Regions from separate parts of the Hordeum vulgare genome. Here region 2 is linked to region 1. The links are chromatin contacts, called in public Hi-C maps. All regions are on one chromosome and are shown on one strand. Each heading gives the region's core, a stretch centred on a gene start, on an enhancer-like site or on the middle of the called end of the contact. The rest is flanking DNA. Distances are from core to core; before and after follow the strand shown.

What was found. A called contact is a pair of places that touch in the nucleus more often than the background predicts.
Region 2: a Hi-C map of seedling shows a contact between it and region 1, with 3 times the contacts expected there. The contact joins the promoter of LOC123448949 here to the promoter of LOC123448946 in region 1. A contact is called at or near these places in 2 of 6 Hi-C or Micro-C datasets (leaf and seedling).

What each region holds. Positions count from the first base shown.
Region 1 is chr4H:458,283,315-458,289,077 of MorexV3_pseudomolecules_assembly, reverse strand. LOC123448946 (mitogen-activated protein kinase 5) reads right to left here and starts at 3,508. Exons shown (of 5, transcript XM_045125998.1): 1 at 3,055-3,508; 2 at 2,665-2,794; 3 at 2,422-2,559; 4 at 1,806-2,322; 5 at 661-1,076. The coding sequence starts at 3,206. The coding sequence ends at 904.
Region 2 is chr4H:459,037,596-459,042,906 of MorexV3_pseudomolecules_assembly, reverse strand. LOC123448949 (pentatricopeptide repeat-containing protein At5g02830, chloroplastic) reads right to left here and starts at 2,907. Exons shown (of 12, transcript XM_045126002.1): 1 at 2,166-2,907; 2 at 1,087-1,174; 3 at 675-879; 4 at 49-156. The coding sequence starts at 2,760.

The sequences.
Region 1 (5,763 bases), core at 2,259-4,758:
ATGCAGGCGCCTCCGGTCGCGCCTCTCGCCTGGCAGGGGCCGCCGGCCCATTTGTGGCAGCCCCCGCCCTACATCGACCTCACGGACGACGAGAACGACGACGATGCCGACAACTGATGTCAACGGCGGCCACGACGGCGACGGGCTTCTACTTTTTTTTGTCATTTTAGTTTTAAGTTTGTTCTAGAAGACGCTGAACTTGACTTTGGACCGCTATTTTGTTAATATTTTAAGTATGTAAGTTTGTTTTGCTCTATCCGGCAAACTGGAGCTTGGGTATAGGTTGCCGGTGTGTAGGTGTAGCATAGTTTGAGATGGGGCGGTCTCGTTGGACGAACTCATGACAGCCCGACCACAAGCAGACATTCGTGTCCGTTTCTCAGTCTCAAACGGACGAAAACCGAATAAAACAGACGTCCGAATAGGGTCGTGTCGTGGAGTTGGCCTCTCCTCTACCGTCTAAGATGCTATCACCACCACCCCTGCCCCGTCCGGGATGCGTATGCACTCACGTTGAGATTCCTGCAACTGTAAGAAATATTATGATCCAAACGGTACTCCAAGGTCCTGTAAGAAACATAGTGATCCTAAATACGTCTGCCTTTCATCTATAGAAACATAAACTGCATTCTCAATATCAGGTGAGCATCCACCTGAGTGTAGTAAAATCCATTTCTTCATAAACTAGAGAATGATTTGCTCTCAAATCATACTCCAAACATTTTATTCGCACAGCCGAGGGACAGAGGTCTGAAGCAGCAGCAACAACTTACACGGAACAAACAAACAAATGCAGTGCACAATCTACCCTGTTTTTTTTAACCCCGTTCTTCGATCTTACTCCTATTTACAGACAGTTTTACACCGAAAGCGTACTATTGAGGGTAACTAGGAATGAATCTTCTAGTATCGGAAGTTGGGGTTCAACTCCAGAGCTTCGTTGAATATGAGCTGCTTCATCTGGTCTTCCGTCAGAGGGTGCTGCTCGAAGTCGAAGGAGAAGGGGTCCGTGCATATGGGCTCGTCGGCAACGTCGTGAAGCCGCTCTAGGTACGGGTGCTCCAGCGCCTCTTCAACTGCATCACAAGAGCAATTTCAGTAAGAATCCACATCAGTCAGCCACCAATTAACTGATGAAACATAACTTTCTACGTGACAAGAGCAGTTTCAGTGAGAATCCACATCAGTCAGCCACCAATTAACTGATGAAACATAACTTTCTACTACATGACAAGAGCAGTTTCAGTGAGAATGCACATCACTCAGACATCAAGTATAACTGTAGAAAAATAAAATCTACTACTACTTCCTAGCCTTCCCTACTATTCCCTGGCCGACGTCTCAAAAAGCTACTCCTATTATTGCTGTTGTGAAACAGGTGCAGGAATCTAGCCTTTGACAGTAGCTGCAGCAGATCTCTCCCATTCACATCTTTTGCCAAAAACAGATACGTTTTCTTCTAAAAAGAGAGTGATTCTGCACTACACGCATAGTCCTTGCCGTCAACAGCAGATACTATAGCTCCAAAGATAGGCAAAGATCTTTTCTTAATCAAGTGGGCGGGACACATGGTTTTTGCCTAAAAAGGGAGCACATGTCCACATGCAGTAAACTTAAAAATAGGGGTCGAAGTGGCGGCAGATTGCATCTACTCACGCTATTGTAGACATAACCAGCACAAGGATGGTTTAAGCACTGACACTGACCCCAACACTGGCCGTACAAAGCCAGTCAAAAAAACACGGCGCTACGAAATTGACACGTGAAGATCAAAGCAGAGTGACGCGGACGTGGGACGCACGCACCTGTGATCCTCTGAAGCGGGTTGAAGGTGAGCATCCGCTCTATGAGGTCGAGCGCGGCTGGCTGCACCTTGGGGAACTGGCCCGGGAACGGCCGGCGAGGGAACTGCGGCAGGTGCCTCATGTATCTCCTGGCGTCCTCGTTCCGGATGAAGCCCAGGTCGTCGTCGGTGGGGGTGCCGATCACCTCCGTGATGAGCCGCATCTGGTGCATGTGGTCCCTCCCCGGGAAGAGCGGTGCGCGGTTGATGAGCTCCATGAAGATGCAGCCGACCGACCAGACGTCGATGGCGGCGGAGTAGTCGGTGGAGTTGAGCAGCAGCTCCGGGGCCCGGTACCACCGCGTGACCACGTACTCCGTCATCATGTCGCTCTCCGACGACGGCCGCGCCAGGCCGAAGTCGCAGATCTTGAGGTCGCAGTTGGCGTTCAGCAGCAGGTTGCTCGGCTTCAGGTCGCGATGGATCACGTTCGCCGAGTGGATGTACTTGAGACCGCGCAGCAGCTGGTACAGGAAGTACTGGAAGCCACCCAAGAACACCACGGCGCATGAATATACGGATCAAATCGTCACGAAATATGAAAAAAATCGCTCTTCATTCAGAGTATGGAGTAGTACCTGGCAGTGTTCTTCTGAGAGTTCTTGGTTGGAACGGATGATGTGGTGAAGGTCCGTGTCCATGAGCTCAGTGGCGATGTAGACGTCGTTGAAGGACTGCGGGATCGCCGGCGGGATCACGTCTCGGAGGCCTACTATCTGCGTGTGGTGTCCATCAATACAGCGTAACAGGTTAGCCCTGAATTGTCGAATTCAGTGAGATGCATACGCACATCTGAAGCGGAAGAGGTAGATGTTGCTTACGTTCTCGTGGTCGAGGTGCTTGAGGAGTTTGATTTCCCGGAGCGTGCGCTTGGCGTCCATGTTGTTGTCGAAGGCGTTTGCGATCTTCTTGATTGCCACCATCTCCCTCGTCTCGAAGTTCATCACCGAGCTGTGCCCACGCAACCACAAGTGCAATTTCAGGACCAGATTGGTTAAACAACCACCAACCACAGAGCACCGACAGATCAACACATACAGTATTAAACTAGTGTTGTTGTTTACAGAAAGGAGTGAATTGGCCTAATCCTATCTTTCCCCATGGCCCGAACTAATCCCCCTCTGTTTTCCGATCAGGGCAGCAACGGCTTGAAGAACAAACCTGGCAAGAAACCGGTGGTGATTGAGGAGGAAAAGATGGGGCGAACGTACCAGACGATCCCGTAGGCGCCGCGGCCGATGGGCATGATCGGCGGCTGGTACTTGGCCGTGATCTCGAACTGGTTGCCGAATATGTTGTAGAGGAGGAACCGGCCGCCGTGCGTCATCGTCGGCCGGAACTCGGCCACCGGAGCGCCGTCCATTCTCAAACAGCCAAGAACCAAACCGAGATCAGCCAAGAATCCCCTCCCCTCCCCTCCTCTCCTCTCCTCTCCTCTCCTCCCAAAACCCAATCACAGGCCAAGCGCAACGGGGATGAGGCCGAGCTGATGATTGACTTTGTCCTGGCTCTGGATTCTTGTAGGGGTGGAAGAGGGGAGAATTATAAATAGAGAAGGGCGGCTCCGCTAATGCTCTCGGCCCAGCCGAGGAAGGAAGGTAGCGAGAAAGCGAGCGAGAGCGGGCGCGCGCGCACGCACGCCGCTGCTGTGCTGTGCTGGTGCGCGCAGTCTCTCTGGCTCTTTTCTGCGCGTATCGCCCGGGAATTGAGGGGATGGTGCCGGGACGGACGGAGGGTCCGATGGAGTCCGTCTCGTGGCAGCGCGCTCATCGGACGGCTGGGGAAGGGTCAACGGTCAACCGGTATCTGCTGCTGCTTCTCTTGTATGGACGCGCGCTGCACGCACCAACCGGATCGGGCTGGGCTGGGAGCGGCGTGGCTGACGGGTGGGGCAGCGGCTGTCAGTTTGTGTGGATTGCGCGTGTCGCAGGGGCGTGGAAATCCAGGGGCCGATGGGGACGGAGCGGATGGATGGTAGTAGCCGACGCGCTATTATTTGCTTGGCGAGTCATGCTCCGGTGTGGTGTGGTGTGGTGTGGTGCCATTTGACCCACCGGTTTTTTTTTCTCTCTGGCTTTTCTTCGGCACCGTGGAAACGCTCCGGTTGGGAAGTCTAGGCTCGAAATCCGGAGACGGAAGTCCTGCGTCCCGTTCAAGGAGGGGACGCGCGCCGTGAGTGATTCGTTACTCTCTCTCTCTCTCTCTTGCCCATGCAGGCCACAAGGTTTACTGTGGTAAGCAATTTTTGTTGGGGTGGAATTGCTCACCTCAAGCAACTCCTCGGTGTACCTTTTGCTGTGTAAATCATAACTACGGTCTCCTATAAGCTGTCTGGGCCACAAGGAGTGACTTTATTTTTGAAAGTGTATCGTCTAGCCTTTATGCTACACTTCCAGAAGGAAATTCAAGGAGAAGCTAAAATGGATCATTTACATGACTCACAGGAAGGACTATGATCTTTTGAAGATTGGGTTCAAGCTTTCCGTTGATGCGTGATGCTCTATTTATTGTATACTCTCGAAGGGCCGCAGCTGTATTTTATTAGAAGGAACATAATTAGTACAAGGTTTTATAGTCTATGCGATCTAGACTGAGCACTACAGAAGCAAAACCTCATAAATATAACAACCAACGGCTAAGCAAGATCGATTATCAAACCGGCCGATTTTCAGGAGAGAATATCCTCATGGATAGACTGGAAGACCTGGAAAGCCGAGGAAATTTTGTTGTCAAAAATTCGGGCGCTGCGCTCCTTCCAAAGCTTTCAGTGCACCAGAATAACCACCGTCTCGAAGTTCCTCTTAGCATTCTTGTGCACCTTCTCCCTGGCCCGCAACCACCACTCCTCGGTAGAGCCGAAGGCCAAGACTAGGATAGGGAAGTCCACACCTGATCACGCTCTGAGCCTACCCCAGACCTCACTTGTATACTACTCTCTAACTCTAGCTTAGTTTAGATCTTGTGTATAGCTTTCTTTCTTTCTGCCTATCTAACTTTTTTGCTGTTTGCTGGTTTGTTTGTATAGTTTTAATTTCCTTCCAAACTCCCTTTTTTTCTTCATAAAATTAGTAAAAATACACTGCAGAGTCATGTCGTTTCCCTAAAAAGAACTTGGTTGGGGGAAATTATCCAAGCATCAAGACATAATGTAGGGCTAAAACACATGAAATAATGTGGAGCAAACCACCCAAAAACACGCATACGTTGAGACTTGATGCTGCTTTGATGGAGGATGGTTCATGAGGTGTGGGAGCGGTAGTACATAACGATAAGGGAGAAGCCCTAAGTGTGACATGTTGGCCCCTCGAACACCTACTTGATGCGGCAACATCGGAAACAACAACATTGCGACGTGGTGTGCTAATAGATCAAATTCTACCATTTTTGGGGATGTCATTCCGCCTAGCTTGATTGTTTTAAATGTAATAAACAATGTATCTTTGTCAAAGTGACAAAGACTTTTCCTAATAGACAAGCATTAATGTATGCTCTTCACGCGTAAGCAATTTTCATTGTGGCACATCTAGTTGAAAGGTTTGCAATATAGGCCATCGTTCGCGACTTTCCTGATATATCGTATATATAGGTGATTGGAGAAGCAACCATAGTTACAATCCTAACCATAATGGCTTGATTTCGCTAACTGTAGTAGGCACCGAGTATGGAAAGGGATAAGAAAATATGAAGCATATTATGCTTGCCTAACATTCCATTGTACACATATTGGAGTTTTGCAAACGTTGAGGCTAGACTAGAAGTCCAAGAAAAAGGAAACGACAACCCCATGGTGAAGATCTCCACAAACTATCGAGAGAACGACACGTGGAGCACTCGAATGTGCCCAAAAACGACTCAGTCACACACAAAGTGCAGGTCGATATCGATGTGTTTGGTTTGCTGATGTTGAACTAGGTCCATGG
Region 2 (5,311 bases), core at 1,658-4,157, 750 kb before region 1:
TAAATAGCCTACCTATGAACAGCAACAATAGGGTAGAAGATGCATTACTTGCATATGCTTGTAGACCGAAAAATTGTAGCTCATGCTGTGGGCATTCGCATTCATAAGGCTGTTGAAGACATGGGTATTTGGAGTAATCTTCTCAGCAAGCAGCCCCTGTGTAAGAGACATACATATGAGTGAAGGTTGAGCCTGACTACCAAAAGTACAGCATTTGCTTACAAAAGGTGAGCACAAGGTAGTAGTATTTCATTAGATGCATATTGTTAATTGCAGAAGTTTTTTCCTTCATATAATTTCCGCTTTTGTTGGTTCTTATGGCCCAGCTCAAGGAATATGCATAGATCTCTCTTCTGGAGAACATCTGAGGTTTGGACGCAACTGAAAGGATTAAGGAAGAGGAGCTTGTTCAGAAATTTACCGGTGTACTAAAATTTCTTGTTTACCATCCTAAATAGTACGGTTTCTTTTACCAGAAATAGTACATTTCTAAAGATGTTTTTAACTTTTTATTGATTTATGTCTAGGAGTTTCCCAATTGATGAATCATTATGGAGCTAACAGCACCTGTGATTTATGGTACTCTGGAATGTGTTCACCTAGATCATCATATAGCTTCTCCACTTTTACCTATATGAAAGTATAAATTTGAACTGCGATCACTAGTACCATACCTCAAATATGATCCGAGCCTGTACAGAAGAACCACAATGACTACATATATCAATGATACTTCGGCACGCAAACATATTGATACCTCCCAACTGGTCCTTGAGTGCTCCAAAGACCTTTAGGGCATATTTCAATTCCTTTCTTTTCCCAAATGCTTCCATAGTATTGCAGAGTAGAAGTTGGGAGTGCGGAAAGATACGTGCATACCTACATGTCAAAGGCAATGCATGAGCAGGTATGAAAATAACCAAAAGCGTAGGAAAATCTAATATGTCACAAAGTGAAATTCCTAATCATTGGAAAGCATAGTTTCCAAATCGATAATTGATTTTTATATATACAAAAATCTGCCACAAGAAAGTGCCATTGGCAAAAGTAAGACTAAATGACGAGAAATGTAGCAAGTATGATCACCTGATCGCCATATCTGGATCTCGCTTCCTAACGAATATTTTCAGTACATCCATTGGATCCACGATGCCTTTAACAAAGAATCCACATGCTAAAAGAAAAAGAACAAAGAAAAACATTAACAGCAGTAACTTCAAACTAACATGGGCATCATAAGTATATCACCATCCAAAGCATGAATAGCAGAAATCCATGGATAAAAAAACTGCACGTGAATAATGTTATGCCCTGGGTGGAGTAATCAGCAGAACAGTGAGTGCCACTCCAACTGTAATTCATAGCTAAATCGTACTTACATGTAACATGTGACTACAAAACACACAACCAACAGGCCTTAAGTCATATCATGTTTGCACTCGAGCATGGCAGAGAATATGTTCCTACCAAGTTCCTTAAAAGTTCAGGAAGTAACTAAAATAGGGCCAAATTAAAATACAAGGATAATTCTACATATACATAAAAAAGTATCCTCCTGCACACTGAACATTGGATGTGTGACTGCTAAATAAAACGAATAAATTGTACTACTTGAAGCGATGGGCAAATGTATATTATATGAAACTGATCAAGAAACATGATACAGTGCTAATGTTAGAATGACACCACAATGTCTTGTATGTTAACAAGTAGTATAATCATTCATATGACAGATATCACTATAAGAATCCAGCAGGATGCCGTGTAGAAATAACACCACCGTCTACAGGAATAACATCATGAACGAAAAATAGCAACAACCCCATGATTTAAGAACTCCTATTTGGCAAATAGAAATGGTACTTCCGAAACAAAACAGCTACTGACTACCATATCAAATGGTAATAAGTGCAGCGTGCTGATGTAACATCTGAACTCTACTAGTAGGTACAGTCTGTGCACGTTACTTTTTACTCTAGGAACTAAGAGCACTAAAGCATCTAACAGCAAAACCTAACAGTAACTGTGAAGTTACAGCATCTGCACAAACCAACTTTAAAAGCAGGGTAAAGGAGTGATGATTGGAGAGCACCAAATCCCGATTGGTGTACCACCAAGCTTGATGAAACACACAGGATAAGGAGGTTCGAGGCGACATTACTTACAAGCTAGGGCCTCGATGGCCTCCACAAACTCCGCCATGATGCGGTCGTCCAGCAGCTTCCGGCAGGCGGCTGCGATGGCGTCGGACGCATCAGCGTCGAGCATGACGGCGGCGTGGACGCCGATGCGGTCGGCGTCGCGGAGAAACTCGAGCACGTGGGGCAGGCCGTGCTCGCGGAGCGCGGCGACGACGCCGCGCGAAAGGAGGCGCCAGTTGATGCGGGCCGCGAATCCGGCATCGCCGGAGGCCGCGCGGAGGCCCTCTGCGGCGATGAGGAAGTCGCCGAGGCGGCCGGCGCCGGCGAGGTTGGAGGCGACGCGGGAATAGTAGTCGATGGCGGAGGGGTTGCTGCCGACGTCGGAGAGCAGCGGGAGGACCTTGCCCTTGGGGTTGGAGTTAGGATTGCCATTTGGTGTGGGGGTGGGAGTCGCGGACTGCAGACGGCCGACGTCGGAGAGGAGGGGGATGACCTTGGCCTTGGGATTGGGGTTGGGATTGGCACTGGGGGCGGAGATGGTGGTTGCCGACTGCAAGCGGCTGCGGCGGCGGCGCGGGGGAGGTGGTGGCTGTGGGGAGGAGGTCATGGCCATCCCCATGTTGACTGGCAAAGGCTGAGGAGCTGGGGGATTGGAGGTAGAAGAGCCAAGCCAGAGCAGTGCGACTTGGACGGTGGGGCTTTCATGGATGGCGCGGATATTTTCGTTCGGATAGGTGCCGTCCCCCGACTGCAATGCACGCCGGCCTCTGAACACAACTCTGAATGCAGGAAATCTATCAGTCTAGAGAAAGTTTTGTAGGGCAACTTCAACGCGGATCTGGCCTCCGAACACAACTCCAATATGCTGATCTATTTCGTCCGTCCTCCTCGTCCGTTTGGATCGGTACAAACAAAAGAAAAGACCCAACGCACCGACGCATTTACGGTACAAATTTGCGCTTAAATGCGTCGGCATGGACGCCACGCGCGTTATTTTGGTGTCCGTCGCGTCCCACCTGACGATCGTTCAACTACCCGTGATCTACCTAGTCAACTTAATTTATGACTTCGGGCCCACGCGTCAGCGACGACGGTCGTCATTTTTCAAGCCGACCGTGTGGCGGAGCCGTCCCCTGTGCCAGCCCTACGCCGACACTCATTGACCTCACGGTCCCCGAGGACGACGACGACGCCGCCTAGGGCATCGCGCCGCCTCATAGTTTAGTTTGTTTTTAAATTTTTTAAATGCAAATATGGACACGTGGACTCTTGCCGGCCTTCGTGGTCAGTTTTATGTTTAATTAATGTTGTTTTTATTTTAAATATGCATGTTTTTTTTCGCGTCGTCAAAATGGATCGGGCCAGTGTTGGACGCATGCGTTGACCCAAACGCGAAAGCGGACGTTCATGTCCGCCTGGCCAATCCAAATGGACAAAAGAACACATAAAATCGCCGTCCGTTTGGATCGGCGCGTTGAAGTTGCTTTAAATACAACAAATCTACTACCTCACGTCCTTTTCACTTTGCGTATAAGATTTGCTTGAAAGAAACATCATAAATTTGATCAACTTTATAGAAAAATATCAATATTTATAATACAAAATCAATACTCTGCTGTTCACTTTTATAAGACGATGGAGCCATTTCGGACAACAATCAAAACAGTTCAATGTGTGTTGTTTGAAACGTCTTATAAAAAAGGAGGAAGTATCATTATTAGATGTGTCAGGAATTAAAACTTTATATTATACAATTTTAGTATTGTTGATGTTACTATTTTTTTATAAATATGATCAAACTTTACGAAGCTTAACTTCAAATAAATTTTATAAGCAAAGTTAAAAAGTTGGGAGGGAGTACCAAACTAGGAAAAGTTTCATATGACAACTTTAACGTGGATCATCAAATCACTCTTCAATTTAGTGTTACGGGTCTTCGGCGTATTTAACAGAAAATTACCACATTGAGGATTTCGGTCCGATAGAACCACCACATTTTTACCATCAACAAAAATGTACCATATCAAGCTAATTGAGGCTGTGTTTGGTTCAGCTTTTGTTACCAACTTCTGTTTTGAAAAGCTAAAAGCTAACCAAAGGGGTAAATGTTCAAAGCAGCTTTTGAAAATCTGTAGCTTCTTTCTAGTGTAAATTTCAAAGTTGGGGTACCCCAACTTTCCAGCTTCCAGCTTTTACACAGCAGCTTTTCCACATCAACTTTTTCAGAATCTGTAACTCAACCAAACACAGCCTGAGTGGCAAAAACTATCACTTTAGGGTAGTGGCCATTTTGCTAATTTTAAACCAGATTATGACACATGTGGCCCACATGTCAGGGACACGTGGGCCTAACGCCAAACGGCACTCACCTGGTCGCCGTTAGACCCGCACGCTGTCGGATAAGGTCAAAGTGGCCGACTAGCTCTCCTCCACCCCTCCATCTCTCATTATCCCAAGCTCACCCACTCTCTTCCACGGGGCGGCGGCGGCCATGACGGCGGCGGCCATGACGACGGTGGCGAATTGTTTGGCGGCAAAGTGCTCATCGTGGATGGCGGCAGCATTGACAGGTTCTTTGAAGTGGATACCTAGTTAGGGACCGCCAGTTTTGCGGCGCATTAGCCTTCCCGGCCAGATTTATAGTCATCCCACAAACTGTTGCGGTCGTCGCTGGTGCCTCTACCTCCGACGATAGGAAGCACACCTAGAGGTTGGTGCAAGCTTGCTTGTCCTATGAACGGTGAGAAGTATGGTCAGCCCATTTGTCCTTGTCTTCTTGGTGGTGTTGAATTCGATAATTAGCGGGATATTTAGGTTACTAGTACACTTGTATGATCTATTAGTAGTTTTAACTACTTTTAGGGCATGTATGATCTATTCTGGTAGGTGTCGTCCCCCGTCTGCACTACATGCCGACCTCTGAACACAACACTAAATGCAGGAAATCTACCATACTAGGGAAAGTTTCAACCGCAACTACAACGCGGATCCGGCCTCCGAAGTCCGAACACAACTCTCATACCGAATGCAGCAAATCTACTACCTCACGATCCTTTTCACTCGGCATATAAGATTTGCGTGAAGTAAAAACATGGTAAATTTCGACCAACTTTTGAAAAATACCAACATTCACAATACAAAATCAATAACATTAGTAGTTGTGTTATGAA